3 separate regions of the Sus scrofa genome follow, and regions 2 and 3 are each linked to region 1. Evidence: chromatin contacts called from public Hi-C and HiChIP or PLAC-seq data. All regions are on one chromosome and are shown on one strand. The core of a region is the stretch at or near the end of the contact, and the rest is flanking DNA. Distances in the headings are between cores, read along the strand shown. Region 1 has its middle 570 kb from the start of MEF2C. Region 2 overlaps LOC102159394 (a long non-coding RNA gene). Region 3 overlaps LOC110259422 (a long non-coding RNA gene).

Region 1 (4,593 bases), core at 469-2,968:
AACCTCTGATTCTACAAAAACTAAAGAGTAATGTTCTTTATATATATATGTGTGTGTGTACATTTTAAAATTGAATGTTAAATTGATGCAGTGTCAAATATATTTCAATAAAAAATGGTATTCTTTGAATTTCTATAAATTACACTCTGAGGATAACCAGGACAGGATAGTTTATACTGAGATAAGCTCCAATATTGCATTTGATTAGCATAACAAAAGGGTGCTTCTTGCTAGTATTAAATGTTCCTTACAAGACAACTGGGTACTCTGTTCTGTCTTGTCACTCCAGGCAGATGAAGCTTCTACCATTTGGAAAATTGCTAGTTTCCCTGGCACAAGTAGGGAACAACAGCAAACTGAACTTGTAAAGATTCCATCTTGAAATGACACCTGTTACTTATCCTCACATTTCATTAACCAAAGCAAGTCATAAGAACATAAATGTTTTTCATGTCATGAGGACAGGGAAATGCAATTTTACCATGTGACCAAAAGAAGAGATACTAGTGACCAATCACATGAAACAAACCAACCAGTGAGAAGGCTGAACGATTTTGTCCATTTCTATTGTTGTTTATAGTTCTGTGGAACCTATATTGATGAATGTGGTCACAATTAAGGTGTAATTTATCCTTTATAGTCTTGTTGTAGAAAACAAAAATAGCTCCCTACTTATTGAGATCCATTTCCCTTTCCTTTTTTCCATAAAAGACAAGCCACTGGAAAATTATTGGACTTGTAAAAACTTAACTTTACAATAAATAACATGGAGTCTAGTCCCTAAGTCTCATTGTACACAGTATAGCAGAGCTATGGGTTTTTGGTTTTTGTTTTGTTTTTTGTTTTTTTTTCCATTTATTTTGTATGTTCTTTCTTTCTCTGTTGAAAGTCAGGGCTCTTTGCTTTATATCCCAAAATGTCCTTGGATTGACATCGCCATTATGGCTCCAGTTGTTATTGCTGTGCTGTTGCCAAGGCAGCCAAAATATAGAGCTGGGTTCAAAGTAGTAACTGGGTGTGTAAGATGGTAGTCACTTCCACTCGCTCATGAATACAGCTGCTCTGAATGTGACAAATACCATTATCATCATGGGTCTTGTTACCTCAAACCACAAGGTGCTATCTGAACAAATGCTTGGTTTTAACTGTCAGATTCTTGGATGTGTCACATTTTTCTTTGGATCTTTGGGTTATTGTAACAGCTGTTTGTAAACATTGTAAAGCTCACAATAGATACAGAATGGGTAAGAATATTTTGACCCAAATGTCTGCCCTCTGAACCATTATAAGGAATGCAGCATGTCTGCTGACACTTAAAGCAGTAGATTTAAATAGCAACCAGGATCAACTTCCAGCTGAATAAGTCAATAGGCATTTTCAGTTTCTGACTCCATCTGGGTCAGTTTTCTTTCACTGGCTGGTCTGGGAAAATCCAAGGGTGTTCAGACTTTAAATGAAAAAAAGAGTAGCAAATAGGTATTACCAATAAGATTTTGTCTGGGCAGTGTTTTCTCTAAGAGTCTAATATATCCACTTCGATAGTTAAAGTTACTAGTGCTTGTTGAACAGCAATCTTTTTCTTTAGAAACAGGGACACGGGCAGCTTTAGAATTTGTCATGCTCTGATCTCTTTCATTCTGAAAATACCCCATGCTATTTTATGTAGTGGTAATGAGTTAGATATTTCTAGTGCTCGCCTGGGTAAGCAGTCATGAGGGCTGTTGTAATAAATAAATAGTAAGAGCACACTGCTCTGATAATAGCAACTTTCATTGAAGGATGTGAATGTGCCTTGCAAAAGAGTGATACAGAATCCTTAGAAAGGCTTTTATTAGCAGAAATGTAACACAATTTTAAATGGAGCAGTAAGGCAGAATGGAGAAATCATCTCTGACATTGTGTTTCTAGTATCAATTGTAATTTTGGACACCCTGGCTCTCAACCTAAGCAGTTAAGAAGCAAAGAAAAATTCCCAGACAGAAATGCACTTACAGCACATTGATTATAGGAAATCTTGACCTCGGGATTTCTAGATTTTGAAGATGCCACATATCTGCCAACAAATTGTATCAGACAGCCACCAGTGGAAGTATCCAACTGCTATATATAGTGGAAATTTTACTTAGGATTAAAAAAAATTCTTACATAATAGGCATCCTTTTGTTTACTCTTCACAGAATAATTAGATATATTATAGCTATGACCTACAAGAGTTAAAGAAGTTTTCTACCAAGCTTGCTTAAATACAGTAAAATATCTCTGTATATATACTTATACTACATATTTGCTTGTATTTATACATACAAAGGGCTATAACAATAGAGATATTTCATATATTTGTTTCTAGTCAGTAGCATTGGTGGTATGGTGGTGAGCATAGCTGCCTTCAATATATTTGTTTCTAAAATAAGAATTTTCTTAAAGAAAATTAATCTCTTCTTACTTAAAAAACATATTTAGCACATAATTAAAGTTAGGATTAAGTACATAACCACCAGGGTAAGGTAATTTAGGTACGTGCTGGATAACCAGACAAGTCAGGCTAAGATTTAAGTTCACTTTGGTTAATAGAGAACTGACTGAATGTGGGACATATGATTTCATTTTAAAGGTGCAGGGGAATCCTTTTAATGTTTTTTCATGTGATGTTTGGACAAACTGAAGTATGTTCTAAACACACACACACACACAAGGAGAATCTCAAACTGAAACTGGCAAGGTTGTATTCTGCCGTTTTTATATGGTGATGCTGTTTGTCAGGTAAGAGTCTATTTCTTTCTATTGCCCTCTGCATCTCTTTGTATTATTCTAGTCTGTCTTTCTAGATTTTAATCCTGCTCCAAAGTTCCTAGGAGCATAAGTTTAGTGCCTCTGAGAACGTAGGGATTTTATAAAGTGCCATTCCATAGATTTTACTTTTTATCTGTTGTTACAACTTTTCTAGACTGGAGTCCTAAAGTGCTTTGGACTATATAATGTCATGTGGATATCAGTATATTACTCATCCTATGTAACATGAAAGCAAATATCCATCCTATCAAGGGATTTGTTCACAGAATTTTCTGTAGAAATAATGTTACAAATGGTCACTATGTTTTTAAATTCACAGAAAAGGGATAAAAACAAATCTTCACCTCGTATGTTACATTCAGTATCCCTGTTCCCCACCCAGACACCTCTTCTCCTGGTCAGAAATGTCAGGCTCTTAGAATAGTGATCTTGGCTTTGTTAATAGAAAATGATCTGAGAGTACGAATTCCCACTAGTTCATGAAAGTTGTCAGCGACTGTTAATCCCTTAAACTCCCAAAGTTGAGTGTAGTTAGAATAATTGTTGCTCGCATAAATCATGAATTTGTAGAATCCTAACACAACATAATAAACCAAAGTTTAAATTGTTCAGATAATATGTTGAAGATTTACTTTTCAGTTAGTATGTGAGATCATACCAGTCAAAAATGTTACCTCTGGATCTTTCTGTCTGTAATGCTCATGAAATGGGTACCATTTTTATTTTTAATTTTTTACATCACAGAATCTTTAAAAAGTCCCGTTCGTCTTCACTGTAGTTCCCATTTTAGCAGCTGCAAGGCACTGGTGTGTGGGAAAAATGTGGCAGGAAAGAAGGTATTGTGTACATTGATTTGGGGTAAATCAGAAACCCTGGGTATTTGCATTCAACTAGGGACTTTCTGGGGATAGTGCCTTAACTGGAACTGTGAGACATTCAGGCTCTGTGGAAGGTGGTTGAGAAAATATTGAAGTCCTCAAATCATACTATTTGGATGGCTTTTCTACCTTTTATTGGTAACTCAGATATTAATTTTGCCAATTACAAGAGAAAAAGTTGAAGTTTATAAATCATAAGCTTGGCTTTCCAAACTTTAGTCCTTACACTCGCTCACCCTGTGTTCTTAGGAAAAGCACTTCCTCTCTTTAGGTCTCAATTCTCTCATGCGTCAATGGCATTGAAATTCTACCTGTGCCCTAAAAGGGTGCTGGTGGAGACACAGCAGCAGATACTTTGAATACTAGTAATTATCAATTACTATGAGAAGGAACAAATGCAGTTTTAAATATTTTCTCTAGCTCTGTATTTGAACTAATTGCTTGTAGAAATCAGGTTTAAGATATAGGGAAGTTAAAATGTCATTATTTTCTTAAACTGAAATTTACATGCAGTTTCAGATTATATAAAGTAATTGTTGGAATACTTTTATGAAACTGCTTGCTTGCTACCTTTTAAAATGCCAGAGGATTCAATATACTTCTTACAATCCTTCAACATCCAAAACAAAAAAAATTTTTTTTTATCCATTTTATGGTATGTGTCTTTTTCTTTTACACTTGGGGTACCAGTCTTATTCTAGGTATGGATTCAAAGATATTTGAACATATGTGATAAAACTAAAATTAAACTAAACTAAAATTAAATGAAAACCAAAATAAATTTTAAAATAGGGTTTTAATTTTATATCATACAAAGCACTTATTAGAGTGCATGGTTTTATTTTTGGAACCCACAAAACAGCCTTTAGTAACTTCTATATGTAACTGAGGAAATATTTCAGAGGATTGGGTCCTGTGTTACACA
Region 2 (4,233 bases), core at 1,440-3,939, 250 kb after region 1:
TTTGCGGCACTTGAATTTAAAAACAATGCATGGCACAAACATAACTTTAGTCACACACATCGTCATCATCAAAATTACAGTATTCACATTTTTTTAATTAAAATATTCATGTTGGTACCTCGGTTGATAATTTCCTAATTCTGTTTATGTAGAACTCATACTCATGTGTACCAAGTAAAATAAAATATTTAAGGTCTTTAAATTTGAAAAAAATCCTGTGACTTCTAAGTATGAACTATCTTATGGTTTAACTTAAATGCTATTTCTCTTTAGTAACATTTTCATTTTATAATTCTCAAACAAAAACAAACCATAAATTACCATTAAACAATTCTTTCTAGTTAATAAAATATCTGAGGGAAGATACTATATTCCTACCTACTCTTATCTTTGCTCACTAGTAATTTTCAGATAAAGTAAGACTGGGGAGTTATTAAAAATATAAAGCTTACTGAAGTAAAACTTCTGTAAAGAATTTAAAATTTTTAAAAAACTACTTTATTTTTCATGTCTTCTAGCTGAATAAAGCCAAATGAGAAAAAACTTTAAAATTTTCTCCAAGGAAATGTCCTAGCAAAAAAATATCCAAATTCTTAATATAGTCACCAAGTACTGAAGGTCTGCTATGTATTGGGTATAATTCTAGGCACTTGAAAAAAAATCAAGGGAGCATATATGTTCTGAGGGAATACAGAAAATAAACAATATTGGTAAAAAAAAAAAAATACAAAAAAAGAAAAAGTAGAGCAGAGTGAAATCTATAGACCAGAGTGCAGAGATATTTTTTAAAAGCCACTAATTTCAAAAAACACCTAGTATCACTCCTGCCCCATTCTCACTGTGTGCACAATTTGGTTTGCTTGTTTTAGGAAAATTATGCTGAACCAAGCAAAACAGCATTTATACTCTATACCTTAAGTAATATGATAAAAATTCTAAATGCCTAACCAGTTTTCACTGATGTGAAATATGTACTGGGAAAATAACAGAGACACTTAAACCAATACAAACAACTTGGAAATGCAGCACTTTTAAAAACCTTTTTTTCCTTCTCAACCCAGACAAAAAGCCACACCAGAAGTTAAAGCAAAACATCCTGATTAGATTAGCACCAGCTTCACTGGTGGCCAGCAACTGACTCCATAACAGGGTGGGGCAAGAAAAGAAAGTTCTTCTCTTTAGGGGCTGAATGCCTGCAACAGCCTTTATTCGGGCAATAGCCTGAAGCAACCCATCCTTTATTGGAACCATGACTGATGCAGGTTTATTGTTTTCCTTTGTGGAACCCCAAAGGACATAATGTTTATTGTTCATTTCCTCTATGGAGTGGCTGTCAATCCAGCCTAAGCAATGTAGGGTCCAAACTTGGGTTTGGCAAGCTCTAGTCTTCAGGCTAAATCCCATAGGGATAGTACTGGTGAATGCCAGGCCTGGCTTAAAGTTTAAAAATTCCCTTGGCCAAATCTCATAATATACATGGTTTAGCCAGATGTTGGGACTTGGTCCCAGAAAACCAATCCTTTTCTACACTGGAGAAAAGACACAAGAACAATTCCTACTGTTCCTGATGTCCTTGACAGTCCTGCCCTCAACATGTTGGCATTCTATCAAGAATTCTGTACTGGGGATCCCTACAAGTTGTATGCTGCCCAAGAACAATGACTTTGTCTTATATCAAGCAATCTAGAAGCAGAGGGACACAAGATTCATCCCAACTGGACACTACAATTCTACACAGTGTCCCACTAGAACACGCCATCTCCATTTCTTGAGTCTTATCATATACAACACTGTGAGTAAAATACAACAGCCAACTTCTTTACAGCTTTTACTGCTATTTGTACATGCTAAACAAATTAATGAAGATCTTTTCAGTTGCATACAATCCACCTCCAAATTATCCTGTGAGCCATCAGTGTCAATGGTAGAGGAATGCAGCCAGATCATCTAAGCTTCACTATCTCTCTTTACCTTCCACCTCATTCTATTCCCTTCTAACATTTGCCCAGTTCTGAAGTTGGCCTATTTAAGCAATGGAGAATGAGGAATTCAGATCGTGAACATGCTCTATGTTTGTGCCAAGGCTGCAGAACCACCCCACTGGCCAAGCTGAGGAATGTGGGTCTCTTGTACCATCCCATGTGTCTGGCTATAGGACCCCAAAATACCATCAGCAACAAGCATCCAGTTGGCAACTGTATCTTTCAGACTTGCTCATAAACACATACCTATATATACACCCACATATCACATTTCCCAGCCCAATGAGGTAAGGGTGCCTTTTTGGTCTTGAGTTTCTAGTAATAACCTAAACTATGGTGGGCTAAAATGTCATCCAGCTCATATCCACAAGTGCTTTCTTAAGAGGTTTCCTGACACCATGGCTTCCAATTTCGGTATTTTTAAATCCGCTTGCACATTAAAACTTTCATACCTCTGGTATCAAAAGCAAGTGTGCAGATGAAACAGAAACACAGTCTGCCCATGAACAAGGAGATTGTTAGCTTGTTTCAGTGTCAAAATGTCATCTATGCTAGTATATATATTTTTTATTCTCTAAAAAATGTTTCCCTTCATCCGTTAAAAATTTAAAGTGAATTGAAAACTCTTTGGGAATGCAACCCCTGTGTGATTGACAGTGACAAGCACACATACCTTGAAAGCTCCACTGTAATGTTTATACTTAATAAAAACAAATACTGTGGCATCTGAGAGTAGCCTAGTCAGCCATGTAGCTTTCTACCTAGCATCTTGTAAATTAATCTGGGTGTTTATGCTGTAGATCACTCATGATGAACACATTGCTATAGCAACATGCATTTCTTCCATTTTTTTCCTGCTAATTACACTAACATCACCATCAGCTACCAAATCTTTGAATTCCTAATGAATGTATGTGAAAAGCAATGTCTTGATAACACTCTTTTAGTATGTCCTTACCTACAATGTAAGGAAAGAAAAAAATGCATAAAATTTGATTATTTTCAATTTATTGTTAAAACTTGTCAATGTAAGGTTAATCCACACTCAAATTTGAACATGTTGAAGGAGGTGTCCATTTATAACAACGTGTGTTTCTTTTTTCTTTGTCTTTTGTCTTTTTTTTTTTTTTGTCTTTTTACTGCAGCACCCGCAGCATATGGAGGTTCCCAGGCTAGAGGTCTAATCGGAACTGTTGCTGCTGGCCTACACCATAGCCACCCCAGCCACAGCAACTCCAGATCCGAGCCGCATCTGTGACCTACACCAGAACTCACAGCAACGCTGGATCCTTAACCCACTGAGTGAGGCCAGGGATCAAACATGCAACCTCATGGTTCCCAGTCAGATTCGTTTCCTCTGCGCCACGATGGGAACTCCGAGAACAACATATATTTCAAAGAGAGAGAACACGGTGATCTCAGGTAGAATTCTTTCCTCCTATGCCCGTTACCATACTATCTTCATCATTTGTGCCTTCATTAAATTAACATTTGAACACAAGGAAGTATTATTTAAACCTATGAACTGCTAGGCTCCTATGCTTCTAAGTAGCTCAACAGGCAATGCTATAAACATTGAAATGTATTTAAATTCAGCCTTCTAGTAAAGGATCTAATGAAAGACTATAGAGATTTTAGTTGATATATAGCATGCAGTTAAGACATTTCTGGAAAATCCATGTTTATCAACACTACATGATAAAAGAAAGACCCATCCTAGGTAATTCTCCAAACCACTGAATCTTTCAGAAAAAATACTGATGTATAATTGACTTACAATATTATATAACCCTCAGGTGTACAACATAGTGATTCAATATTTTCACACATTACAAAATGAGCATAATAAGTTCCAATCTGTCCTCACAATGCAATATTTTATAAGTTATTATAAGAGTATTGACTATATGCTCTATGCTGTATATTTCTTTTATAACTGGAAGTTTGTACCTCTTAATCCTCTTCCCTTATTTTGCTCATTTCACTATTTCACAGTCTGAAAAGTCTTTGTTAAGTATTCATCTCAGTTGTACACTGAGTATGTTGGAAAATGTTTTACTCTATCCAGCAATCAAAGGTCTACACTGGTCACAGAAATAGATATTTCCTGTCATCCACTGATTAAATTATTAGGGCTTATTTCAAATATGTCTAACACAGCCAAGTTGTTTAGGCCTAAAAGCCTGGCTCAGTTCACTAGTAAAACTGAAATTGTCCAAGATGATTCAGCTAAGGTGAAAAAAAGAGGTTT
Region 3 (4,352 bases), core at 1,682-4,181, 240 kb before region 1:
TAGAGATGGCCTGTTCTCAATGCAATGAAAGGGCCATCTCAAAGTAACATGAGGAATCTTTGTGTGAAGGTAATGGGGGCTAAAATAATCTTCAAGGGAGTTAGCTATGTTTGTTCAGCAGCAAGACGCTTTTAAATGGAAAGTGTTCTCTGGCTGTTTGTACTGGACAGTGATGTTTTACATTCCAGTCATCTCACTTAGTCTCATTGGACTGGATTCTCCCTTTTAAGTTAAGAGGTAGTTGGCAGACTGTCTTCCCTGGCATGGAAGAGAGAAGAAACTTTCTATGTTTTCAGACTTTTCAAAGCTTTTGTATATATGCCAAGTTATGACAATAAAAACTAGTAACAACAAATTGCTCCAAGGTTTGGTAGATAAGAGAAGTTCCACTTTTGCTAAGAGGTCAGGATCCTTTTGGTAGTAATTGTCTTGATAATGCATTTTCTCATTTTTCACCTTCTTATGTTCTCTCTCTGGACAGAACTGCATGTTCTCATAACACAGGCAACATTTTCTTCCTCTCAGTGTGTTGTGGCCATGACAGTACCCATGTGTGCCCTCTTTTATTCAAAGAAGGGAAATATTTATTTTCTATTCATGTCCATTTTACTTTTCCTTACTAATGCTTGATTCTGTATCTCTCCCATTAGAATTATGTCCCCTAAGGACTAAGGACTGTGGGATCATAAGATCATCCCCAACATTCTTTCCTTTGTGAGAATATATTCTGGCATTTATAATATCTGTGTGGGTGTTGAATTACTGACTCTTCTTAACATTCTGGCATGTTTGTTGTTGACAAATATTTTGAAAATTCTTTTTAGAATTACCTTGCCTTATTTTCCCTCTTGGATTCTGACTCATTTTGAGCAGTTTCTCTCTTGGGGTTATAATACTATTTATATTGATGCTGTAGCTCCTGCAGTATTTGGATAGGGAGGTAGGAAGGTAAGGCAGGCAAACAGCGAGGGCTGTGGAAATCAAATAAGATAGAAGTACCTTCTGAATTCTTTCAGGAAGCATGCAATTCTGATTTCACAAAATAGATATGATAGTACTTAAAACACTAATATTTAAAGAGTGATGATTTGACATTGAGAATGACAAATTTAAACATAGTTGCTTTCTGGGTAGGACTGATTGACTTCTAAGAGCAAGGAGGCTTTATGTTAGTTCTTATTTACAACTGCAATGTGCTCAGCAACATCTCATGTGTCCAATCTTGTGACCATTTATTAATCCAAACAAAAGCTTTAAAATCCTTCTACAATTTTAAAAAAATAGACATATCTGGTTTTTCTCAAGAGAAAGCTCGGTTTCTCAAAACACTTTCACCAATGACATGTTAGTAAAATCTACTATCAGAAAATTTTTAATCAAATTAGTTTTCCATGGAGTGGTGTTATTCAGACAGGGCAAGTAAATCAGTCAGGGTACACAGTAAAAGGCAAAAAGATAACACTGGCCTGGGGTGGGCTGGATCTCTTCAACAAATTAAGGGTTGCAGGATGCAACTGAAAAAAATAACCACCCATTCTTGTCAGAACTTAAATTCCAGCATGAGCTGTGGTGGAGGTCCACAGGAAACACTTTTTGGGGGAAACAAACAATTATTCTGGACATGTGGTATGGCAAAGGAATTAGAATTTGGCAGGCTCAACTGCATTAATTTTGTTCTGGGTGTAAAATATGTTAATTTGCCACTGTCTGGAAGAAATCATGATGAGTCATTCACAGAACTACTTAGAATCTACTTCTAACATTTCTAAGCATTTATTGCTTTGGCCATTGCTTTTTCTCTTCATAAATATACTTTTTAATAACATAAAAATAGATGTGAAAAAATCCTTTTATTTTATTCCACATGAAATAAGCATCTAATAGAAATTCATGAGTTGCATAAACAGTTGATCATATTTAATCTCCATTCTGAAATTATTTGTATTTTCCGTTTGTTCATGGAATGTTCATGAAAAGGAGAAAGATCATACTTGATTCCTTCTGATAATATAAATTATTTTCAGTTTGTTGTCAAACTAGAACTATGCTGTATCCATAAAAAAGCTCTCCTAGTACCAAAATTTTTACCTAAACCTTCCTAGGATTCATGGAAATCAGCTGCATGTTGAAGTAGAAAAAGATTGTGTGGAAAGCACAGAATATGGATCCAGTGGGTTAAAAAAAGAGTTTTATTTTATGATCTCAAAATATTTCTATAATTTGTAACATAACACCCATACTACACAAATAACCCAACTTGGGCAGATGTCTGAAACCTTGTAACAAGAAGTTCCTCTGCTCAGTCTTCAAAATTACAGCATCCAAGCTCCTCTTTTCCCAGGCACACTTCATATAATTAACACCAATCCTAAATTAAGCAACTTGAAGATAAAACATTAAAGTCTACCTGAGTTTATAATCAATCATCAAACAATTGACATTAAGAAATTGAATAAAATAACACAATGCTTTACTATTATGAAAGAAGTTTAAAAAAAAAAATCAGTATTTGGGAAAAGTGTTTAGCCTTTTCTATTTTGGAGAGAAAACACAGGTTCTTAAAATGCTGCCTACCTGTTTTCAACTAGCAATGAACATGTAATTATAAAAATTTACACACATACCATTTCTCTTAGAATAGCACTAAATGTATGTGAAAATCTGTAAATTAAATCCTCCCATCCCCCCAACTAAAGGACATTATAACCATAAATGCCTTGAGATATTGGCTGAATCATCCCCTTTCCAAAATTGTCCATCTGTCTTTGAGAGTAGTTGTGATCTGGAGGTTCAAGTTGACTTACTCACTGAGCTGCCTGCCAGCTCAGATGCACTTTGTAGGTGGAAAATTGTTGGTCTTTGTCCCTCCCAGCTTGCAAGTAAAATGAAGCTGCCAAGAGATAAACACATTCTAAGTTTATCATGCTATTCTTGGCCTCAAACTACAAGCCATAAGGCAACTATTGCTCAAGGTACCGTGTTTACAAGTGTTCAGTCCTCCGCTGTTTCAGAGACCCAACAAGATGGAATTTCTTCCTGCCAGCCTATATATATATATATATTTTTTTTTTTTTCTAAGCTTTCACATTCTCAATTCCTTTTTAAAAAGTAAGGAAGGGGAGCAGCTTCTTTGACAGCATCTTGAAGTTTTGAAGTCTCATTAAAATTTTGATGACAATGTTTTGGGGTTTTCTCCCCCAGAGGCACCATAAGTTTTTAAAAAAAACCCTTGAAGCTTCTTTCTATTATTATTATTATTGGCATTATATGTATCATAATTATCATCATTATTATTTTTTACTTATAAGTGAAAAGTGAAAATATTTTACTAATAAATATTTACATTGGTCTTTTGATTTTTGCTATTTGCTCTTTCCCTCATTTGTTTACTGAATTTGCTTTTAATACATTTATTATCATAAAATCCATGTTTCTCTTCTAATTGATATGATTTCTTCAGTAGTGGCTATGTTGAAAATAATGTTTGGTAATGTTCTCAAAACCCAAAGAAAAAATTTTTCTTTTCTTTTCTCTTCTTCTTCTTCTTTTTTTTTTTTTTTTTTTTTTTTAACGGGAAGAGTTCTGAGTTAACTTTCTTCACAAATGTCTTCCTGGCGTCTTTGGATAACAGGATGTATTGAGTTCATACATCTTAAATATAAAAGAGGAGTATAGCTATATCACATCCTATATTGGCACAGTATATTGACATGTATTATGTATGATGTTACACTGTTTAAATTATTAGAAATCACATTAAAAGAAATTATAATGAGATAGGGCTTTTTACCAAATCTAGAATATTTGGCAAAGACAAGATAATCAAGTTCAATCCTTGATTTACGAGTAAGACTTTGAGCTTTCAGAACTTTATAACTATATTCTATATCATGATTTCTTTGCATTTCATTAAAAGTAACATTCTTTTCAGAGTTCAGCGTAATACATGTATAATTTACCTATAAAATCAGTCTTTATTTTCTTGGATATGGTAGATATTAATCCACATCCTGGAAGAATTTTTGGACATACTCCCACTAATGGTTTAAGGTTGTTACAAAGTAAATTCACTGACTACATGACAAATGAAAAGAACATAATAGAAAAAAATTTACTTGTTCTAGTTTAGGTTCTAAGGGTAGAGAAGAAAGATTCACAACAACCTACTCTGAGAGATTGCAAGAAAAAAATGTGCTGTTAATTTGAAGCATTGCTTAGGACATTGAAAGAATAAAATCATTATTTCCTCACTAAAATGGGCAGAGAGAGCTTTCAGGACTGTCATGCCCAAGGGTTAGAACAGTTTGTGTAACCACATGGAGCCTCTGAAGATGTATAGATCAGATAATGGA

What was found. A called contact is a pair of places that touch in the nucleus more often than the background predicts. HiChIP or PLAC-seq counts read pairs in DNA pulled down with a chosen protein or histone mark.
Region 2: a contact with region 1 is called in a Hi-C map of skeletal muscle, with 8 times the contacts expected there. The contact joins two enhancer-like sites. A contact is called at or near these places in 1 of 47 Hi-C or Micro-C datasets (skeletal muscle) and 1 of 2 datasets of contacts at active chromatin or transcription factors (skeletal muscle).
Region 3: an H3K27ac HiChIP or PLAC-seq map of skeletal muscle shows a contact between it and region 1. The contact joins two enhancer-like sites. A contact is called at or near these places in 1 of 47 Hi-C or Micro-C datasets (skeletal muscle) and 1 of 2 datasets of contacts at active chromatin or transcription factors (skeletal muscle).

What each region holds. Positions count from the first base shown.
Region 1 is chr2:96,784,301-96,788,893 of Sscrofa11.1, reverse strand. No RefSeq gene overlaps it. Among named protein-coding and RNA genes, the nearest start is that of MEF2C, 570 kb to the right of the region's middle. Within about 2 kb of position 1,718, at least 10 of the 83 cell types and tissues checked have an H3K27ac peak or open chromatin away from gene starts, as enhancers often do. A contact at or near this core is called in skeletal muscle, where this site is marked.
Region 2 is chr2:96,536,922-96,541,154 of Sscrofa11.1, reverse strand. All of the region lies in intron 5 of LOC102159394 (a long non-coding RNA gene), which reads right to left. Among named protein-coding and RNA genes, the nearest start is that of MEF2C, 320 kb to the right of the region's middle. Within about 2 kb of position 2,689, at least 3 of the 83 cell types and tissues checked have an H3K27ac peak or open chromatin away from gene starts, as enhancers often do. A contact at or near this core is called in skeletal muscle, where this site is marked.
Region 3 is chr2:97,030,655-97,035,006 of Sscrofa11.1, reverse strand. The region is part of intron 4 of LOC110259422 (a long non-coding RNA gene); the gene reads left to right. Among named protein-coding and RNA genes, the nearest start is that of CETN3, 560 kb to the left of the region's middle. Within about 2 kb of position 2,931, at least 1 of the 83 cell types and tissues checked has an H3K27ac peak or open chromatin away from gene starts, as enhancers often do. A contact at or near this core is called in skeletal muscle, where this site is marked.